2 separate regions of the Mus musculus genome follow, and region 1 is linked to region 2. A link is a contact called in public promoter capture Hi-C data. All regions are on one chromosome and are shown on one strand. The core of a region is the stretch at or near the end of the contact, and the rest is flanking DNA. Distances in the headings are between cores, read along the strand shown.

The links. Promoter capture Hi-C pulls out the DNA fragments that hold promoters and counts their contacts.
Region 1: a contact with region 2 is called in a promoter capture Hi-C map of liver, with 4 times the contacts expected there. The contact joins the promoter of Usp49 here to the promoter of Gtpbp2 in region 2. A contact is called at or near these places in 2 of 39 promoter capture datasets (both in liver) and 1 of 115 datasets of contacts at active chromatin or transcription factors (astrocytes).

Annotation. Positions count from the first base shown.
Region 1 is chr17:47,629,439-47,633,652 of GRCm38.p6, reverse strand. Usp49 (ubiquitin specific peptidase 49) reads right to left here and starts at 2,963. Exons shown (of 7, transcript NM_198421.2): 1 at 2,738-2,963. The region is part of intron 3 of Gm20517 (predicted gene 20517); the gene reads right to left.
Region 2 is chr17:46,158,751-46,162,925 of GRCm38.p6, reverse strand. It overlaps Gtpbp2 (GTP binding protein 2), which reads right to left and starts at 1,894. Exons shown (of 12, transcript NM_019581.3): 1 at 1,600-1,894. The coding sequence starts at 1,785.

The DNA.
Region 1 (4,214 bases), core at 1,714-4,213, 1.5 Mb before region 2:
ATCATGCCCAGAGAAAGGGTTAGCACACAATAGCAGTGTAATGGAAACAAAAGGCCCCACTCAAAAGAGCTCCTTCCTGTGACTGAGCTTGTAGTTTGTATTTTCAGACACACAGACAGATCACCTTTAGACAACTGCATCATAAAAATGACCATACCCGGCTCAGTGGTTAAGAGCACTGACTGTTCTTCCAGAGGTCCTGAGTTCAATTCCCAGCAACCACATGGTGGCTCACAGCCATTTGTAATGGAATCTGATGCCCTCTTCTGGTGTGTCTGAAGACAGCTTCAGTGTACTCATATAAATAAAAATAAATAAGTCTTTTAAAAAAAGACAGTACCTTAAACAGAGTATAACATAAATTGTTTAAGGCAATACCTTAAAACAGCCCAAACACAGCTACACAGGCATGTGCACATAACTCACATAAATAGCCATCTCATAGTAGAAATACTCCTCATTTTCAAAGTTAATATTTTCAGACTAATCTCAATTAGCAGCAAAAAATATAATTAAACATTTTTCTATAAGTCGGTAAAATCACTACCTACCTTGAATCTGCCTAGCAGAAGCCAGAAAGTAAACCATGAACTATAAGCTTGCCCTTAGCACAACTAACAATCCAGAGTTCAGATTCTAAGTTACACACACACACGTTTCTGATATTCAACCTTGCTAATGCCAGAAACCTAAGTTTTGCTACATATGCAAATATCCACCAAACAAGAGCAATCTAAAGATCACACAACCCTGGAAAAGGAGGCTAGGCTTTTCTTTTTAGAGATGACGCTAATCCCAGAGGTGAGTATTTGCGGCTCCTATGTTTGTTTGTTTGTTTGTTTGTTTCAGACATAGTCTCGTGTGACCCAGGTTGGCCTCAGACTCACTCATGTGGGCAAGGCTGACCTTTCTACCTTGGGAGTGCTAGGATAACAGGCATGCACCACCATGCAGTGCTTGGGAACCAAACCCAGGCCTTCATGAATGTTAGGCAAGCCCTCTACCACCTGAGCTCCACCCCCAGCCCCTAGACTAGGGGCTGTTGAGGTGGTCTTGCCTGCAGTGCTGAGGACCAACCTTGCACACCCTAGACAAAAGCTCCACCGCCAGCAACACTTGCAACCTCTTCAGGACATCAAGGGGAAACAGTAGCACTGTTTATCTGAATGTAGTTGTAGTTGTTCTCAAGGAAATAACCTTGAGAACAAGACTGGAGAGATGGCTCAGTTGGTAAGAGCCCTTGGCTGCTCTTCTCAGAAGACACACACTACATTCCTAGCACCCCCACACAGCTCACAAACGTCTGTCACTCTAGTTCCTGGGGAATCTGACTCCAGCTTCTGCAGTGCCCCTCTGCAGACACCAGGCATGCCTGTGGTATACAGACATACATGCAGGCAAAGCACCCATACACATAAAATTTAAAAACAATTCAAGAATAGTTTGTACCCCTGTCCCCCCAAAAGAAATTATACTTTACTTTTCACATTATTAAATATGAAGAAAATACTCATTAATTGTCTTAATTAAATATAATCACTTCAGAATGAAAAATCACTAAAGCACACTACCAATAAAGAATAAGTTTAAATTTGTCCCCAAATTCTCATCTTCCCTTTAATTTCCAAAATGGTCTTATAGTGCCAGAGAGATGGCTTATTGGGTAAAAGAGCTTGCTGCCAAGCCTGACTATCTGAGTTCAATCCTCGGTACATAAATGATGCGAAGAAAGAGCCAACTTCCACAAGTTGTCCTCTGACTTCCATAACTGCTCCACATACATACAAATAAATGTAATTATTTTCATTAAAAATGTGCCTTACAAATCAAAGGGTTCTAAAGAATATTAATATGCCCTTCCTATTCACAATCATACAATACAACAGGCAGAGGGACTGCAATCTTATCTTACAGAAGTTTTTTCATAAAAGGTACTCATAAAGCCATTATGCAATCTAAAAGATGAGTTCACAGCTCTAAAACTCTCCTCAGCTCTGCAGTCAACCTTTCTCCATCACTGTCTGAAGATCTGGGGAGAAATTACCCCATGAAAAATGTTCCACACAAAGCTGCAAGCAGCATACGAACTCAACGCCCTTAGAGCAGTGACTTCAGACTCCTGCTCAGTAAACTTCCCTGGTTAGTTATTTCTCTTTCTCTCTCTCTCTCTCTCTCTCTCTCTCTCTCTCTCTCTCTCTCTCTCTCTCCATATTCTTCAGTTGCTGAAAACAATTAGGCAGAAATCTGTCTGATTAATAAAAACCAAATGAACCATGTCTTTCTCTCCCCAACGGTGTACTCTTCAATGAGATGCCCTGGCCCTGGCCAGCGTCGTTAGCTCTAAAACAGCTCCTCCACCCACCCCAACTACCACATCCCACAGGCACATTGTAAATAAACACAATTCATTTACCCTTTAGCACAACATTAGTGAAACCAAGAGGTTTTCAGCACCCAAGGCTGCCAATTTTTCTATCCCACAAGAACAAAATCAAGTAAAAATGGGTCTCATCTTTTCAAAGTGGACATGAAAGTGGATTTTCAGGCGAAAGATGGAAACTGGATCCAAGACTCCTTGAAGAGAGAAAAAGGTTTCTGGAATTTCCTACTATTAGGGACAAAAGGACTCACAAATTCAATACACATTTCTCTTAACAAAGAACTCCTATGCTGCACCCCCATCTGGTCCCCCACTTCTCAGTCTTTTCCCCCTGTTTCTAGGTCCCCTTTCACTCACCATGGTTCCTTATCTTCTGCACCAAAGGCTCTCTACTTCAGATCCTTCACTACAGCGTTTGTGCCCTGCCCCTTCCAGACCTTCTGGGGCACTTCAGGGCAAAACATTCGTTTCCCACTCCTGTGCAGCCCACCCCAGTTCTATACCCACCAGGACTTCCCTAGCTTGCCTTAATCTCCTTTCTCTTTCCCCACTCCCCATTCCATCCTTTAATTCCCAGGGCCCATCTCCTCGGGTTGCCTTTCGGCCAATCTTTTGACTCCACTATCTTTACCTTGCTGAACCTCCTCGACAAGCAATTCTCCAGTTTCCCAGCTCACCATCATTCCTTCCACCCCGCTTCTAGCGTCCTTTCAGCGTTGTTTCTTTTTCTCCCAGAACTGTCCTATTAACGCCCAGCTCTCAGCTCGCTTCCCGTTAGCCCTTCCACTAACGTCCGATTCTTGATTCCACCTGGTTGTGATCCAGGTCTCCTGTCTCCCTCACTTTACAGAATTTACACCCCTCACCAGCTACTGACCCACACCTTGTCGATCCCACCCCAGCGGCTCCCAGCCCTTCAGCTCATCCCCAGCTCTGCACTAGTTCACACCCTTGTCACGTCTGGCTCTTAATCACTCTCCTCCACTCCCAACTACTACCCCGGCTCTGCTCCTTCCTTGTCTTCCACTTGCAACTCTTCTGGCCCTGGCCCAACACCTCCCACCTGCCAAGCCTTGCCTCTTCCAGACCCCTGCTCCTAGCCCTGACCCCGGATCCCTCTTCCCAGCCCCGGGCTTCCTAACCTCATCCCGGGGCCAGCCTGGGTTTCTTTCTCACTCCACTCTCCGGCTTCTAACCCTTTCTCTCCTAATCCTCTTCATCTCCTACTCAGCAAACCCTTCCGTCCCCGCCCCAGCCTGCCTTCCCCTCTCTCCCTTCAAACCTTTCACCTCACAACCCAGACGTCGCCCACCCCGCCAAAACGCAGCGTCCGCGCGCCGGGACTCGCGCCTTCGCTGTCGCCGCCCGCCGTCCCCGCCCCGGGCGCCCGGGGCCCGCCGGCGTCGCGGTCCCGCCCCCTGCCGCCGCTCCTCCCGCCCGCTAGGCGCACGCCGCCTTTGTCGCCCCTCACCGGGTGTGTGAGGGGATTTTTTTTTTTTTCCCTTTCCTTTAAAAGGGGAGGGCCGGCATGCCCGGGCCGCGTGTCCCCGCCTCCGAATATCTGCGCGAACTCCCAGCCACTGCGGCCCCTCACGCCCCCCGGGCCGCCCCCTCGGCCGCTCCGCCGGCCCTCCGCCCCCTTCCCAGCTCCCTCCCCTCTCTATTTACCGCCATCATCAGCACGCGCGAGCTGTCACCCGGGCGCAAGACGAGCAGGCGGACCACGCCCCTTATCGCCCATTGGCCCGCCTGTCAGAGCCCCGCCCCCAGGTCCCGCAATGCGCCAACGGCGCACCTTCCCGGCCGCGACCTGGGGCCCCGCGCCCTTTACGCA
Region 2 (4,175 bases), core at 645-3,144:
CAAACCAGGAAAGCTTAGGGGCAGACTCCATAAAGTGAACTCACTGTGGCTTTTTATGCCCTTTTCATGCCTCAGTGAGGTGAAACCAGGAAACCATCACATAACCTCTTCGAGCAACAGCCACCTTTTGGGCTGTGTGCCACACACACCTGCCCCGCGCCACCCTCCACCCTCCACCCCCTGGACAAAAGGTTATGTATGAGCTTGACTTATATACCGTCTGCCTGGTCTGCCTGCATTTCTGCGCTCCTCCTCTCTGGCCATTTTATTTTTCTCTTTCCCTCTTGGTCATCATGCTGTCTTTAAAGTCCTTAGAGGTGTCTTTATCCATACTGTCAACCACACCATGGAATGCGTAGGAGCTCTTTTCCCATCAACAAAGAAACCTTTCTACTCTTCTGCTGAAGGTGAATAATTAGGATAGCTGACTATAAAGATGGTAGAAAGATAATCTTGGCCAATGGTTCTCAAAGACCATTGTGGTGCTAAGACCACAACATTAGCTTGTAAGAAATGCCAAACAATCAGGCCCGTCTCTCACCCACTGAATCAGAATTCTATGAGCAGGAACAGCAACCTGAATCACTCTGGTGCACACTTAAAAGTCATAATCACCCATTGAAGCTCTTCCCACCTTGGGTTCTCCCATCTTTGTTTTTCAAAACAAGGTTTCTTTGTGGAGCCATGGCTATCCTGTAACTTGCTCTGTAGACCAGGCTGGCCTTGAACTCAGAGATCCCCCTGCCTCTGACTCCCAAGTGATGGGATTTTTTTTTTTTTTACATTATTTTTATTTTACGTGCATTGGTGTTCTGTCTGCATGTATGTGTGTGAGGGCATCAGACTTCCTGGAACTGGAGTTGCAGACCGTTGTGAGCAGCTATGTGGGTGCTGGGAACTGAACTGGGGGTCCTTTGGAAGAACAGACAGTGCTCTTAATCGCTGAGCCATCTCTCCAGAGTGATGGGACTTAAAGGCGAGCCCACTAGCTCCCGACTGGGTTCTCCTATTTTAAGAGGAAGGAAAGTAGTCTTCTCTGCCTTGAGGACTCCCAGAGCGGGTTCGTGCGGACTCTTCTCTGTGTCCACAGCCCCACAGGACAAGGAAAGGGCAGAGGGCTACGTCTAACTGTTCTCTGGTTTAATGTGTGTGGGTACTGAAGAATAGGGAAGGAACACATTGCTCTTGTCCCGGCTACTCCCCTTCTCCCTGTGGATTAAGTTTAGAAAAACGTTGGTTACTCTGCCTGCCCTCTTTTCCCAGTACAGTGTTCCTTCCCCACTCCCAGAGTAAGTAGGGGTTCAGACATCCTCTGCTCTTCTCAAGAGGAAAGGATCCCCGGTTCCCACTAATCCAAAGGTTATGGAGGTGAAAGGGGCAGTCCCTTCCCGAGGTCCTGACACTGAAAAGGATCGTCCAGTCTTGACGATCCCGCTTTGTAGGGGTCTTGGAACAGGAGGAGGGGTTCTCTTCCCCGGTCCTTCCTCCCTTGGGTCTTGACACCGGAAAGGGGGATTGATTTTCTCTCTCCCGCCTCCTTGGAGTCTCGGGGACCGGAAGAGTAGTTCCCCATGGCTCCGCCACTTTTCAGGTGCTCACCTCTGGGGGCAGGTACGGAGGGTTGTTGGCTTTACCTCCTCTGTTCCTTCCGTTCTTCTTCTTCCCCTTTGGGCCCCCGCAACTGCTGCTACCGCCGGCCCCCCGAGCTTTGAGGTTTCCACCCATGGCCGGGCCTCCTCCGGGCCGGCAGCAGCCGCCGAACAGCTCCGATACCCGCGAGTCCATCCGCCGCTGCCACCAGCCCCCCGCCCGACCCCTCCCCCCCGCCACTGCCGCCGCCCCTACTGCCACCGCCGAGTCGGGCCAGCCGGAGGAGAGCGGGGTGTGGCCCACTGTAGGCCACGCCCCTGCCTTCCCTGTCCTCCTAGTCGCGTCAGAAAAAGCCGCAGGGCATCAAGGGATACTGAGTCCGCAGCTATGAGATTTAGTGCTAAAGAATGCGAGTTCGAACTACAATTCCCAAGAGGCATCGCTATGCGAGAGTCACAGGTGGCTTCGGGGGCGAGGGCAGCAAGCGCGCCTTGAGCGCAAAGACTAAGGGGAGTTGTAGTCGGCACCCAGTTTCCCGTACTGCCAGCGGCTTCTCTTCTAGGGGCAGTAGGAAGGCTTTGTGGCCTGAGATTAGGGACAGTAACCGGAGGTGAAGGGCTTATATCAGAATTGAACTGGGTTTGACCTTTCGGCGCTGACCCCAGACAACAAGTTAAAAATCGGGGAGGTTGGATCTGACAGCCTGCTGGCTCCACCTCTGCCTCAGTTTCTTTCCTGACGGCTGGAGTGCTGTCGAGTGAGTCAGGGCAAAAGCTAGGGCGGAGGCAGATGGTAGTTATAGCATAATTAGAGCTGTTATTGTGACGATGATTATGCCACCCTTGCAATATAGTCACTGTTTTATTACTTGGGTGGCACAATCCGGGGGTTGGTTTTAGCAGCCCCAGGCACCGCAGTGGCCAGACACGTGTCCAGGACCCATAAAGCAGCCAGCTGCCTAAGGTTTGGAGGGTGCCTACTGCAAGTATCTCTCCTCCCCTTTGTTTTGAAGTTTAGCCAATCCCGGAAAACAGAATTTGGTTTAAAACTTGTCCGGAGGAGGGGCCTGGCCCCTACTTGGGGCGGAGCTGGGGTTCCAGTTACGTCAACCACCAGGGGGCGGGGAAAGTAGCCAGGAATAGAACTTGTCCTAGGACGCCAGGGGATTGCTGATTTGTCTTTCTAGCCAAGCTGTCTCTCCTGTCCTTCAGAACTCTCAGAGCGACATAAACCAGTATACGGGGCACCAAAGGCTCAGAATGGAGAAGCAGAATTGCTGGGCACAGAGTCAGGACGCCAGGGTTCAAATTCCAGCGCCGTGGCTATCTCATGACTCACAGTACGTCCATTCCCCTCTCTTCACAAACAACCAGGTGTTCACACATAGCCAAGAAATAGAACAGAGTTTGAAAGTTCTCCACGGTACGGTAGGAGCACTTACCTCTGGTGTACTCTGAAGGAGTTCAGACCTGGTTGAGTCCATAACTTCTGCACAGTTCCACATCGAAGGAGACGAGTCTATTGAGCATGCAGTCGCTGTCCACATTGGATAGTTTCCACACCAGCTATATACCAAAAGAACCAAAAGTTGAAAAGCCTTGCAGATCAGCCATTTACCTGGGTCTTCAGTAAAGGAAAGTAGGTGTCTTTTCTGTATGCTATCCTGTATGCTTAAGACCAGGATTGCCAGGAAAAAAAAGTTTTTAGAGATGGAGACTAGAGAATTCAGTGAGACATCTCAAAGGATGGGAATAGAAAGGAAGAGACATCCCCACCCCACCCACACATTATCACCACAAACAGGCCGGGTTCTCTCACCAGCCAGAAACCACTGCACTCAACTGATAACTATTTTTTAAATATCCACGGATCTTCCAGCAGTCACCCTTTAACACACAATTCCATCCCAGCCAATTCTCCTTAATGGATACCTTCCTTTAAGAAAGGGTGGGGCATGATATAACCCATTCTTGAACAGCCTGGCCTACCTACAGAGAGAAGTGAGGGCTGGCAGAGGAGAGAGGCCACAGGATGCCTGCTGGGAGACCAGGGTCCTGGGGAGTGGAGGTGGTATAAGTGGCCAGTTTCCTAGACAGGTTGTTTACGAGGTGGCTGCCTATAGGATGTATATAGTGTGTGCTTATATACACATCACATGCAAATATTTTTCCTGGCTTGTAGTGAGTCACTTGCTTTTACATCTAGTACCTTTGTATGAATATGCATTTTGTGATGTCACTTTCATGTGCTCTGACTTAGAGCAACCTTCCCCTCTGCTTTCTTGCTTGCCTGTCACCCTTAAGCCAACCTCATTATGACTATATATATATATATATATATATATATATATATATATATATATATGTTTTTTTTTTTAGGAGATTTTGAAAAGTTTTACTCTTGGAGCTAGAGAGATGGTTCAGTGGATAAGAGCTCTTGCTGCTCTTCCAGAGGATCAGAGTTCAGGTCCCAGCACCATGTAGGGTGATTTATCACTCCTTGTAGTTCCAGCTCCAGGGAAACCGGCACCCTCTTCTGCCCTCTGAGAACACCACACTTTGGCACACAATTCCAATTACAGATAT